2 separate regions of the Anser cygnoides genome follow, and region 2 is linked to region 1. Evidence: chromatin contacts called from public Hi-C data. All regions are on one chromosome and are shown on one strand. The core of a region is the stretch at or near the end of the contact, and the rest is flanking DNA. Distances in the headings are between cores, read along the strand shown.

The links. Hi-C and Micro-C count contacts between places; a contact is called where the count stands out from the background.
Region 2: a contact with region 1 is called in a Hi-C map of liver, with 4 times the contacts expected there. The contact joins two enhancer-like sites. A contact is called at or near these places in 3 of 7 Hi-C or Micro-C datasets (granulosa cells and liver).

The regions. Positions count from the first base shown.
Region 1 is chr15:3,093,994-3,099,327 of Taihu_goose_T2T_genome, forward strand. TOM1L2 (target of myb1 like 2 membrane trafficking protein) reads left to right here. Exons shown (of 16, transcript XM_066977677.1): 12 at 1,604-1,679; 13 at 4,458-4,523. Among named protein-coding and RNA genes, the nearest start is that of SREBF1, 20 kb to the right of the region's middle. Within about 2 kb of position 2,843, at least 1 of the 3 cell types and tissues checked has open chromatin away from gene starts, as enhancers often do. A contact at or near this core is called in liver, where this site is marked.
Region 2 is chr15:3,295,959-3,301,292 of Taihu_goose_T2T_genome, forward strand. It overlaps NT5M (5',3'-nucleotidase, mitochondrial), which reads right to left. Exons shown (of 5, transcript XM_013175025.3): 5 at 4,712-5,334. Among named protein-coding and RNA genes, the nearest start is that of NT5M, 10 kb to the right of the region's middle. Within about 2 kb of position 2,978, at least 1 of the 3 cell types and tissues checked has open chromatin away from gene starts, as enhancers often do. A contact at or near this core is called in liver, where this site is marked.

The DNA.
Region 1 (5,334 bases), core at 1,593-4,092:
CACCCAGCCAGTGCTTGAGATAGAGGAGCATAAGGGTCCTTCGTTGAAGGTCACGGATATACTTTGGTGACTGAATTGCAGTCATCAGGGGCAGAGTTAACATCCAGTTAAACTCTCCCTTTGGCCCAGCAGTGAGACTCTCTCAGGATGTCAAGGCAGTGTAGCTTGCCCGGCTGCTGTACTCTCTTTAATTTGTTTATATGTGAAGGGCTTGCATCTCTAGAGCTGCAAATCTGGCAATTTCATGGGTATTTAACAGGTCCAATTATTTTAATGTAAAACAAATCTGTGCACCTATTAAGAAATCCTTTGATCCTTGTCAAGTGAGATTCATTAAAAGACAGTCAGGTATTTTTCTTTCATATGTTATTTCTTGCCTCCTCCTGGTTTCAAATTCAAGAGGACGTAGTGGCTACCAGCAGTCAGAAAACATCATTAGTATCTTGTCTCAAACCAAGAAATGTTGTTAAATAGTTTAGCTCAGACCTTAACAGCTCTGGAAAACTTCAGCTGGCAAGCTTACTGGGGTCTTTCATTTGCAGTCATGAGTATAGCTGTTTGTAGTGCCTCAGCTGCAGTGTCAGTGTTGAGAAGATGTGCTCTGCTGTAGAGACATACGTTACCACTGGAGATTTCAGGCTGAGAACCCTAATGTGTAGTCAGAAAGGAGATGCATTGCAGAGAGATTTAATGGAGTTCCCTCTGTCGCTTGCGCTAAATGAAGCGCGAAACTAGCCTTCCCACACTGCACCTCCATCTACTTCTGTGAGCTAATAGAACAAGGAGCACACGATTTCACAGGGGAGGATTGCTGTATCTTCCCTGGATTGTACTCCGTGAGCAAGAGCGAGGCAGTAAAGATGCGAGCGTGACATGCCACGATGCGTAGGTGAGAGCCTCTGGGTGCTCAGCTCAGAGCCTGGGAGAAGCCAGCACACAGGAGGGGAAAGTGCTCTTCCTGCTCAGACACACGGCTCCTCCCAGGGGCAGATTTATGGGCAGGTGCTGGCATCTGCTTCGACTCCTGGTTCACCCCCTGCGCTCAGAGAAATGATATGGTTGGCTTTGTCGGCTGACTAGTACGTTTCCTTTTGGTGCAGCAATTTAAGGAGCTTTTTAAAAATCCAACCTCTGCAAATAGACGATGATTAACCTACTCAGTGCACTTCTTTGTATGCTTCGCTTTAGTTCTTGTTAGGTTTCACCTGTCTCCAAGTTCCTCTCTGCCTCCTCCCCTCCATGCATCAAGGTCAGGCTTCCAAATGTCATCTTGAAAGCTCTGCAAAACGCAGTCTGTAATCAGGCCTCCTTTCATAGTCCCCTGCTAGCTGTTGGATGTGCTTATGGTGCCTCATAACCTATTTGCCTACCTTTCATAACGCCAATCTTGCTCTTTTTAATTCAACAAGCTCACTGGAACCGATAGCCACTCTTCATACAGAGCACACTGCTCTTTTGGAATGCACGTAGTACGCTTCAAGTCTTGTTCAGAAAAAGAACATGCTTTCTGATTTCAGGGGAAGCAAATCAGAGTAGCGTGTGCATTCTGCACGGGTGACTGCTGGACTTCCTTCTAGTTCTGTGGTTTGTTCCTTTGTTTCAGCGTGACATACGAGGATCCACAGGCTGTCAAAGGACTGGCGTCCGCCCTGGATGTTCGAAAACAGAACACAGGAGTGGTAGGTCGTTGCTCTGCGGTTCGTTGTCTGAGGCTGTGTGCGGAATCCAGGCTGTAGACAGCTGCTTTGACTGAGACGTCTCATTCTGTATTCCGGTGACGTGCTGGTACCGGCTATTTTGAAATTGATATCTATGAGCAAGTACTTGCTCAGTAATGATTTCTAAAGAGCTGCTACTTAGTACGCCAGCCTAAAAGACTTCAAAATGAGAGTGGGTAAATTGTCCTGTGTTCATGCAGCTTGCCTGGGGGGTCCATTTCTTTAACTGGAGTTGTTGCTGAAAAGAATAAGTAGGGAACGTCGTGTCAACACTGGCGCGCAACTGTTTGCTTTGCTTTTTCTTATGAAAGTTGGTGCAGTCTTAATCTGCTAGCCTTTGCTTGAAGTGCATGGATGCACACGCGAGTTGCAGGAAGAGAAATCGTGTAGATTTAATGCTTCACGTGCCTTGCCAAAGCTGTCCTCGCATGCAGGCTGTTCTGTCCCAGGGCAGGCTCCTGCTGCCTCGTGTGGGCAGAAGAGACCCACACGCTGCCACCTCGCACTGGATGATACTAGAAACTTGTCCTGGAGGGTGAGCTTGGCCCCTGTGTGCATGCCCCTACGAAGGCAGACGTGAAAAGAGCTTTCAGATCATCCCTCAAACCCTTTCAACCGCCCTCCTTTTTTAGAACCGTCCTGCGCTTTTGTACGCAGCCGTGCGCAAGTTTTTAGATGATAGAGCAAGTGCAGAACCTTTCCCTAGGCCAATCCTGGTCTGTGCTGACCACTAGGGAGCACGGGAGAGCCAGCGTAGCGTGGGAGAGGCAGTGCAGCCTGCACACCCTCCGCGGAGAATTGCCTCCCCGTGCCTTGGCTGATCCCACCCTGGTTCTTTCATAAGTTGAAATGGGAGTGCTCTGGGCAGCTGGCATGCCTGGCAGCTCGTGCTCTGAGCCAGGGAGAATTTGTGCCTGGAGCCAGCTGGGGTCAGATCACAGCTGCCTGCCTGCCTTGGCCATAGCTCAGTGGCAGCAGGGCTTCAGCAGTGATTTCTTACGGAGCGCCCCCCCCACCCAGCAAATCCGTCTGCTTGTTCCTGCCTCCTCCTGCAAAAAGGGTAATTTATAACCTGTGGCCAGTTTCAGGCATGGTCCCGCAAAAATTCATGCCAGCATGGCATGGGTAAAGGGGGAAGCATGGGGAGGCAGGGGCAGAAGTACACCGGGGAGCGAGAGAGGAGTCCCTGGAGCCGATGCTGCCGTCCAAGCCTCCGGTGTCACTGAGCTGTGCTACGGGGAGGACCTGGGGAGGGATCTGAGGTTCTGCCCCTTGTTCCTGGCTAGCCAAAAGCAAGGGGCCTGCACTCAGCTACCGGCCGAGGGGGCCGTGTTCCCCTGGTGGCTTGGGGTCACCCCCGTGTTTATTCGCACTCGTTCTCAGACAGCCCGGCTTGAGGCACCGCTGTGACGTGTCGTCCGTGCCAGCGTAGCTGCTGCTCTGCCCCAAGTGCGGTCGGTTCAAAGGGCTGAATCTGAACTAGTCTGATGGGTCAGAGTTGTTTGGGGACAAGCGCTTTACGGGTTGGGGAACTTTGGGCTCTGAGATGTTGTAGGGACTTTCAGCCTCTTTTCAAAGGTCCTGATGACTGGATCGGGTAATCAGAATAGCTTGTTTTGAAACGCAGCCTTTGGGTAGTTGGTAAACATGGCTTTTTGTCTAGTGTTGTGAGGCTTGTGGGTGTCTCTTCTTAAAGGAAATAAAAAATTAAACTTCCCTAAAGTTACCAGCCCTGGCATGTGTAGGAAAAAACTGGCAGCGCTCAGTAAATGAAAGACACGCGTTAATTTGGGCAGAGAGCTAATTTAAGAACAGCTCTAGGGAGGAGCCAAAAGCTTTGCAACACATTCTTCACACACGTCTTCTTCCAGCACAGTTGTCCAGTGCTAAATTTCAGCACATCCGACATTTCTAATGTAGTCATTCTCAGAAAGGTCTGTGGAGAGACGGCTGGTCACGTGGCGTTAGCTGTCTTTTAATATGATTTAGCAGCTGGAAACAAGCTAAAAATACGCTGTTTTCTTAATATTGCTTTTCCATGTTGGGAATTGCTTTTGTTGCCACAGAGTTGTTGCGCGATCGCAACTGGGAGGAGAGGTGTCCAAGAAACAGTTCTCCAGTGTTACGCAGAGAGCGGATAAAGTTGGAGTGATTTTTCCTCCGTTTTTTTCCCTCTTAGCACAAGTACTGAAATGAGACATAAGAAATTACAGCCGATCCTCCGCTGTCTGTTGTAACGGGGATAGGAGAGGCATCCCGTGCAGTACGGGTAGCTGGGTGCAGGGACACAAACTCGCACGGGGCTCTGCTCAGCCAGCCCCATTCGGGCAGGACCAGAGAGCTGGAGCCACCATGCGGTGCCGGTCCCGAGCGAGCCCCTCCGGAGCTTCGGAGGTGGCTCTGTGCCCGGGCCCCGGCTCGGGGACAAAGTGCTGGAGGACAAGAAGCCGTCCGGAGAGCCTCTGCAGCGCTGTGCCACGCAGCCTGCAACCTGCGCAGAGGGAACCGGAGGCATCAGCAGTCCTTTTAACCTCGGCTGCTCTTAGAGGTGGGCAGCCTGAACGACTGCCAGGATGCTCCTGCAGGCTGCAGAGGGGGATGCAGCTGCTGCCAGGAGCTGCCACGGGGTGTGTGTGTGTGTGTGTGTGCGCGAAGCTTTCAACTTGCTGCTGTTATATTGCTTTGTCACGGGTGTTGCTGTGGTTGCTCTCTTTATGGACCTTTCTGTTCTCAACGCAGAGGAGAGGTAAAGGTGGGAACTCAGACATGGAGCCCATAGACAAGTGGCTAATTACACAAGGAATGGTGAGGACTTCACCAGTGAAGCGATTCCTCCTGCCCACCCCAGTCCCTTTACCTAGAATAACCATCCTTCATTCACCTCTCATCCTGCCCTACTGAACCACCTGAAATCAGACAGTACAAGGAGTTTGTTTCCCACCTACATCGTTACCTGGGGCAAAGGGAAAGATTTGCACCAATTCCTGGTTTGTACAGGACAAAGGCCTGCGACCAGCCTAATCATTTGTAGCATGACATGCCACCTTCGGAAGAGGCCTGGGGATCAAATCGGTTCCTTGTACTGTCTTGATTTCTTTATGCAGTATCCACTTTTCGAGGGATAAACACAAGTCTCATGCAGCTTGTTCATAAAGAGGACGCTTTCTAGGTGCCTTTAAAACAGCCTCTTCTGGTAGCGCCTAACTTCATGGTCTGGAATAAACATATGTAGTTTGTAGGATCATATTTAATCGAACTGAACAATGCAGGGGTACTTCTGTACGAGAAGAAGAGAATGGGAGAACTGCGACCCAAATTGACATCCTCCACCCCAGTCAGGGAATTACGCAGGCATTAGGATTCAGACTCCAGAAGGTACAACAGCATTTCTGGCTTCAAGGGTTTAATTCCTGTGTCTAAAGATGCCAGTGTTCTGATAAAATCAAGCTTCTGGAGATCTGTCTCCAAATATGTGCACATCTGACCTCGTTTGAAGTTGTCCTTTTTCAACATGCTTGGAGAGAGAAGTTGGAAAGCGTGCTTTAAGTGCAGAAATCAGAGGTAGGTAAAAAATAGCCTCTGCTCTGCCTTAAAGCCAAGTTCCAAGACCAATTTT
Region 2 (5,334 bases), core at 1,728-4,227, 200 kb after region 1:
AGAAACCCTCTGGGACAAGGAAGAGAAAACACGGGAGCAGGAACAAATAGCACAGCAATAATCGTGCTGATAGCTCTTGGTGTGCATGCAGCAGTTTCCAGAGCTTCACAAACATTAATTACCGCTGGTGGGCAGCGCGGTGCGATGGTTCCCATTTTCCCAACTAGGGAGAGCAGAGAAGTGATCATCTGCTTAAATCCTCTTTAATTTAATCCTGGGGAGCTTGCAGGAAAATCCTGAGCCCGTTTCAGGACACGGGTCCGTCAGAGCCCCTCGGGACCAGGAGCTGCTTGGGAGAGCGATGCACCAAAGGGTGCTGGTAGCTGCGCGTCATGCCCTGGGCACAGGCTTGGAAACACAGGGCAGCAGTGCCAGGGATGCCAAGAAAGGCTCATGGAGCAGCCAGAACGCTTGTGGCTTCCCAAAAGGCTCATTGTGTGGCTGGGGCCTCTGCGGTTTGCCAGCCCGGGGCGGTTTGGGCTCCTCTCGCCCTTTGCCAGCCTCTGTTCGCCCTGTGGCAGCTTGGGCGTCTCGGGATGCACAATTCTCTCAGCAAGAGCCACAGCAGCTGCCAGGAACGGGCTTAAGGGCGAAGGAAGCCAAGGAGCTGGGGAAGGGATGGAGCTGGGGAAGGGATGGAGCTGGGGAAGGAAGGGATGGAGCTGGGGAAGGAAGGGCTGGAGCTCTACTCCCGAGAAGGGCTCCGACGCTCCCGGGGCTCTGCTCTGTTTTCCTGGCCAGTGAAGCAGAGCTGCTCACAGGGAAGCCAGTGGCTGGGCTGCTGGGAACGGCAGCCAGGATGCCTGGCACTTGGAAAAAGCTAAAATTGGTTAATTTAGGGTGTCCGGTGCCTTTTTCTTTAAAGATACCTGTTTTGCGTTCCACAGCAAGCTGTACCCCTGTGACGCATGCTGCAAGGTGCTTTTGTCTAAGGATGGGGGCTACGCTTGGGGTTGAGCCGAGGGGCTGGAAATGAGGGAGCTTAAAGCTAGCAAGAGCGGAAGAAAAGCACATTTATCTGTTCTCGAGCTAATATTGAAGCCTGCAGGTTTCTCACATACGGTGCTTTTAAATTTCCCACTGCATACCAACTCACCAGCCCTACAGATGGAAAAGCCTGCTCTGCTGTGGCACCGGCCAGTTTTCTCAGTGACTTGTTGGGGTTAGTGGCTTTTTTATTAGGTATAGATTTGAAAGCCACTAATGGGGGAATTTTTCCTCCTCTCTAAGCAGAGTCGTCCTAACACAGGGCAAGGAGAAAAGGGTCACAGATAAGGCTCACAATGATTTTTTTTTTCCCTTCTTCAGACAAAAGAGCTCCCAAGGCACCTTGTCCCTGACCGAGCACACCAATTATCTTGCCTAAACCCCTTGCTGAGCTGAGCAGGGCTAGTGCAATTACGCAGATGCTTGAGCGCTTGGCTAAACCACAGCCTCCTGCCCGCTCCCCACAATCTATCCTGGCCCAAAAAAAAAAAACATTTTCAAAAACCCAGAGCCACTCCTTGGGGTCACTGGGCTCACGGGCCATGTCGGCACCCAGACTGGGGCACTTCAAACACCCACAGCAATGGTGCAAAGCCCCAAGTGCACGAATGTCCTTCGTGCTTGTGCAGGAGCCTGCAGGAGCCTCCTGCTTGTTTCTCCTCCTCCTCCTCCTGCTCTCTTCCACCACCAAAAAGCCCACATGGAATTATCCTTCGGCACCATCACCAGGCCTTTCCAAATCATCCCCCAGCCCAGCCACATTTTGGACCCACAACGGTGCAAATGGTCCGGATACCACGGACTTCTACAGTCCCAGCTCGCCCTTGCTTCGCTTTTTTTTTGGCTTCCCCGGGGCAGCCCCCGCATCCCGTCTCCACACCGGGTTGCCTCGTTAAGTGTCTGAATTTAATTTCCCTCCACCCGGAGCTGGGCCTAAGCAAGTACATAATAATGAGCTATTCATCCAGAGGGAGGGCACGGATCTAGGTTAATTGGTCTGACAATTGAACCCGGGCCTTTCTGGTTTTGCCCAGTTTTCCTGATTTTTTCTCTTCTTCCGCGCAATATCTGCAAAGCTCTCAGCCTCATTAATTAATAAGGTAACTTCACCCCGAGGGCTGTTTTGTTCTCCCCTCCCTCCTGCAAATGCCTGAAGAGAAGAAGCGGCAAGAATTAGCTAGTTGGTAACGAAGCAGCCACCGCCGAGCAGGACAAATCCAGCTCGGTCTGCCGGGGCTGGGGGGGGGCAGGCTGTGGCGAGCCGCTGCTCTCCTGGGTTTTGGGGAAATAATGCCGCGTGTCGAGGGCAGGAGTTGTACCGGGAACGCTCTGCCTGGCCCGTGCGGCGGGTTCGACGGATGCGCTGCAAGGCTGGGCGGTGCAGCAAGCAGCTGAGTGCCCAGGGTTCGCTGGGCGTGGGGTCACCAGCGGGGCTGCAAAGGTGAGGGGAGAGATGGAAAAGTGCTCGTGGCTCCTTGGGAACGCGCATCCCTAAATGCTCGGGCACTTCTGAGCCCCTCTGAGCCACCAGGAACGTGGGTGGGATGAGCCAGGGATGCTGGAGCCCAGCCCCGTGCCCTGTCTTGGTGGGGGAAGCGGTGGGACACGGTGCTCCGGTGCCTCAACGTGCTCCAGGACCGTGGGCTCCAGGGAAAAGCCGCTGATGGGACGCTGCCGGCAGGTTTGTTGGCCGGTGGGGACGGCGAGCGAGGCAGGAGGCAGCCAAGGGTCCCGGCCCCGGGGAGAGAAGGAGGGCCGGAGGCTCCCGTCCAACACAGCCTGTTCCACGGGGTGTTTGTTAGCCCAGGCACAAACATTTTGTGGGGCCTTTGCCAGGAGGTTGGCTGTCGGAAGGACGCGGGAGGGCTGCTGCAGCCATCGCTGCGGGCTCTGATCTGCCCTCCCCGCGCTGCTGGGTGCAGGAAGCTTTATTCCTCTCCAGGGAATGCATCGCTCGAGTCCTTGTGTACAAAGAGAGGGGCAAAGCCCATAAATCCTGCCGGGAGGGTAACCGCATCCTGGTGCTGGGGGGCGAGAGGAATCCGTCAGAAAGCTCCCTGCTTCCCCCAGCCCTCACCACCCCCGGCTCTGCCCCCCGAAACAGGCTCCGGTTTTGGGACGAGTGGGAGGCAAAGCAAAGTAACGGCCCTTTGTGGGATTTCCGATGAAGTCTCAGCCCTGGGAGAGCCGGGGGCCTGGGGGGAAGCGGGGCAGAGCTGAGCAGGGAGGCACGGAGCGGGAGGAGAATGGCAATGACGAGGGATGCCAGGGACCAGAGCACGGATATTTTTCCAGGGATATTTTCCATATGGACCCTGTAGATCCCCAAATCTTCTGACCCACAGGCTTTTTAAGCTTTTACCCTTCCGATCTCTCCCCCATCCTCGCAGGGAGCGAGCAAGCGGCCGTGGGGAGGCCTGGCTGCCCGTCGGGGTCGGCACGTTTCCCCCATGCCTGCAGCTGCAGGCGCCTTTCTGGGCACCCCGTGCGCCCCGGGGTGGCCTGGGGCGAGCTGCCGAAAGGGCACAGAAGGGCAGCTGGGGGGCTGCAGGGCTGGGCTGCACAGGGGTGGCACGAGCAGGGGGCTGCATGGAGGAGCCCGATCCTGCTCCGAGGCCAGCCTGGCGGCTGCGCGCTCCCACACGCGATCGCACAGTCCCCTCTAGTGGATATTTCTCCTGCATCCCGTGGATCTCCCTCCCGCGTGCCAGCTGCTGGCCTCCAGGCCCTGGCCTCGAGCGGCGATGCCGGGCACCATCCTGCTCCTCTCCGCACACCGAAATGGAGCGCAGCAGCCCTGCAGGTGCAAAGAAAGCCCCGTCCGGCTGCCGCCGGGGGCCGAGCCATCGCTGGCTCCGCTCGCTCCCTGCCTGCGTTATTCGGGTGACTCAGCCCCCCTCCGTCCCCTGCCCTGGCTTTGTCCCACACCACCCGCAGCCCTTGCGTCAGGGCTGGCCCCAGCGCGGCACGGCTGGGCCGACCCCGGCCCCGCAGCCCCCGCTTCGAGTTCTTTGGGCACCGGCCAACGTGAGAGCGAGCTAAGGAATAATGCGGGCAAGAGCGTCGCTTGCTGTGCCCTTGCCAGGCCCTGCAAGCAGGACCATAGCGTGCCGAAACGGGCTGGAATGGGGGTGACGTCCTTACAGGGGGGGCCTGAACCCACACCCTACACCCAGGCTCCGGGACCAGCCGAAATTCCCATAGATTTTGGGTGATGCCCCAGTTCAGCCCCCAGTGCTTAGATGTTCGAGGTGCTGTCATTGCTTTTGACATCCTTTCGTCCCTGTGCTGCTCTGTCCCGGGGCCACATTCACCTCATGGGGATGTGGGGGTGGCTCTGGTGCAGCCCCTGCCTGCGGGGAGGGCACGAAGGCTCCTGGGCAGGGGGCTGCAGCTCCCCCCTGCTCAGGGGAGGTGCCGCTTGCAGGTCCCCGCACCTCGCTCCATCCCTTGCTGAGGAACACGTCCCCAGTGCCACCGCCACGCAGGCAGCCCCAAAACGCAGCCACAAGGGCAGAGAGGTGCTTGTTCCCCTAACCACCTCCCCGGGCACATTTTTGGGACCATGGTGGCATTTGGGGGGTGCATACCTGGTCAGGGCTGTGCTGCCCAAGCTGGCCGGGAGCCCATGGGTGCCCCCGGGCACCCCTGTCCCACCAGAGCCCACGGTCCCCAAAGGCAGCTGCATCCCCGGAGCCCACCGCCCCGCAGAGAGAGGCTGAGCCTGTGGCACAGAAAAGTTTATTGTGCGTCTCCTTTGCAGCGTGGCAATGGGAACATGCATCTCTTTGTAGCCCAAACAGAGAGGAAAAGCCCCAAATCTACGCTCTTTGGTTAACCCTGAGAGTGCCAGGGACACGCGCTGTGCCTGAGCTCCAGCAGGATTTCCCCTCCAGCTCACGGATGTCATAGCAGAGCACGGAAACGCACAGCCCAGCCCTGCTCTGAATGCCCCATCCTCCCTGCGGACCCCCAGCGTCGGGGCTCGGGCTCAGAAATGCACATCTCGGGCACGAGCTGTACCACATTTTTCCTTGCCGTGGCATCTAGGCAGGGTCCGAGCTGTGGCAGGATTGGGCTCACGGGTGAACTGGCTAAATTAAGGAGTCCTTGCAACCATCGAATGCAGTGGTCTGAGCTGGAAGAGGAAATTCAAACTGTCCTTAAAGCTGGATGTGGCAGTGAGCTACTGCCAGGAAAAAAAAAACACAAAAAACAAACAAACAAAAAATGAGAACAACAGGAACAACAACAGGGGAAAGAACAACAATTCCCATGCTTCGTCCCAGCGTCAGCGCTTGTTTCCTCTGTGCCACGCTGATCCTGGAGGAGGGCACAGGAGGCCGT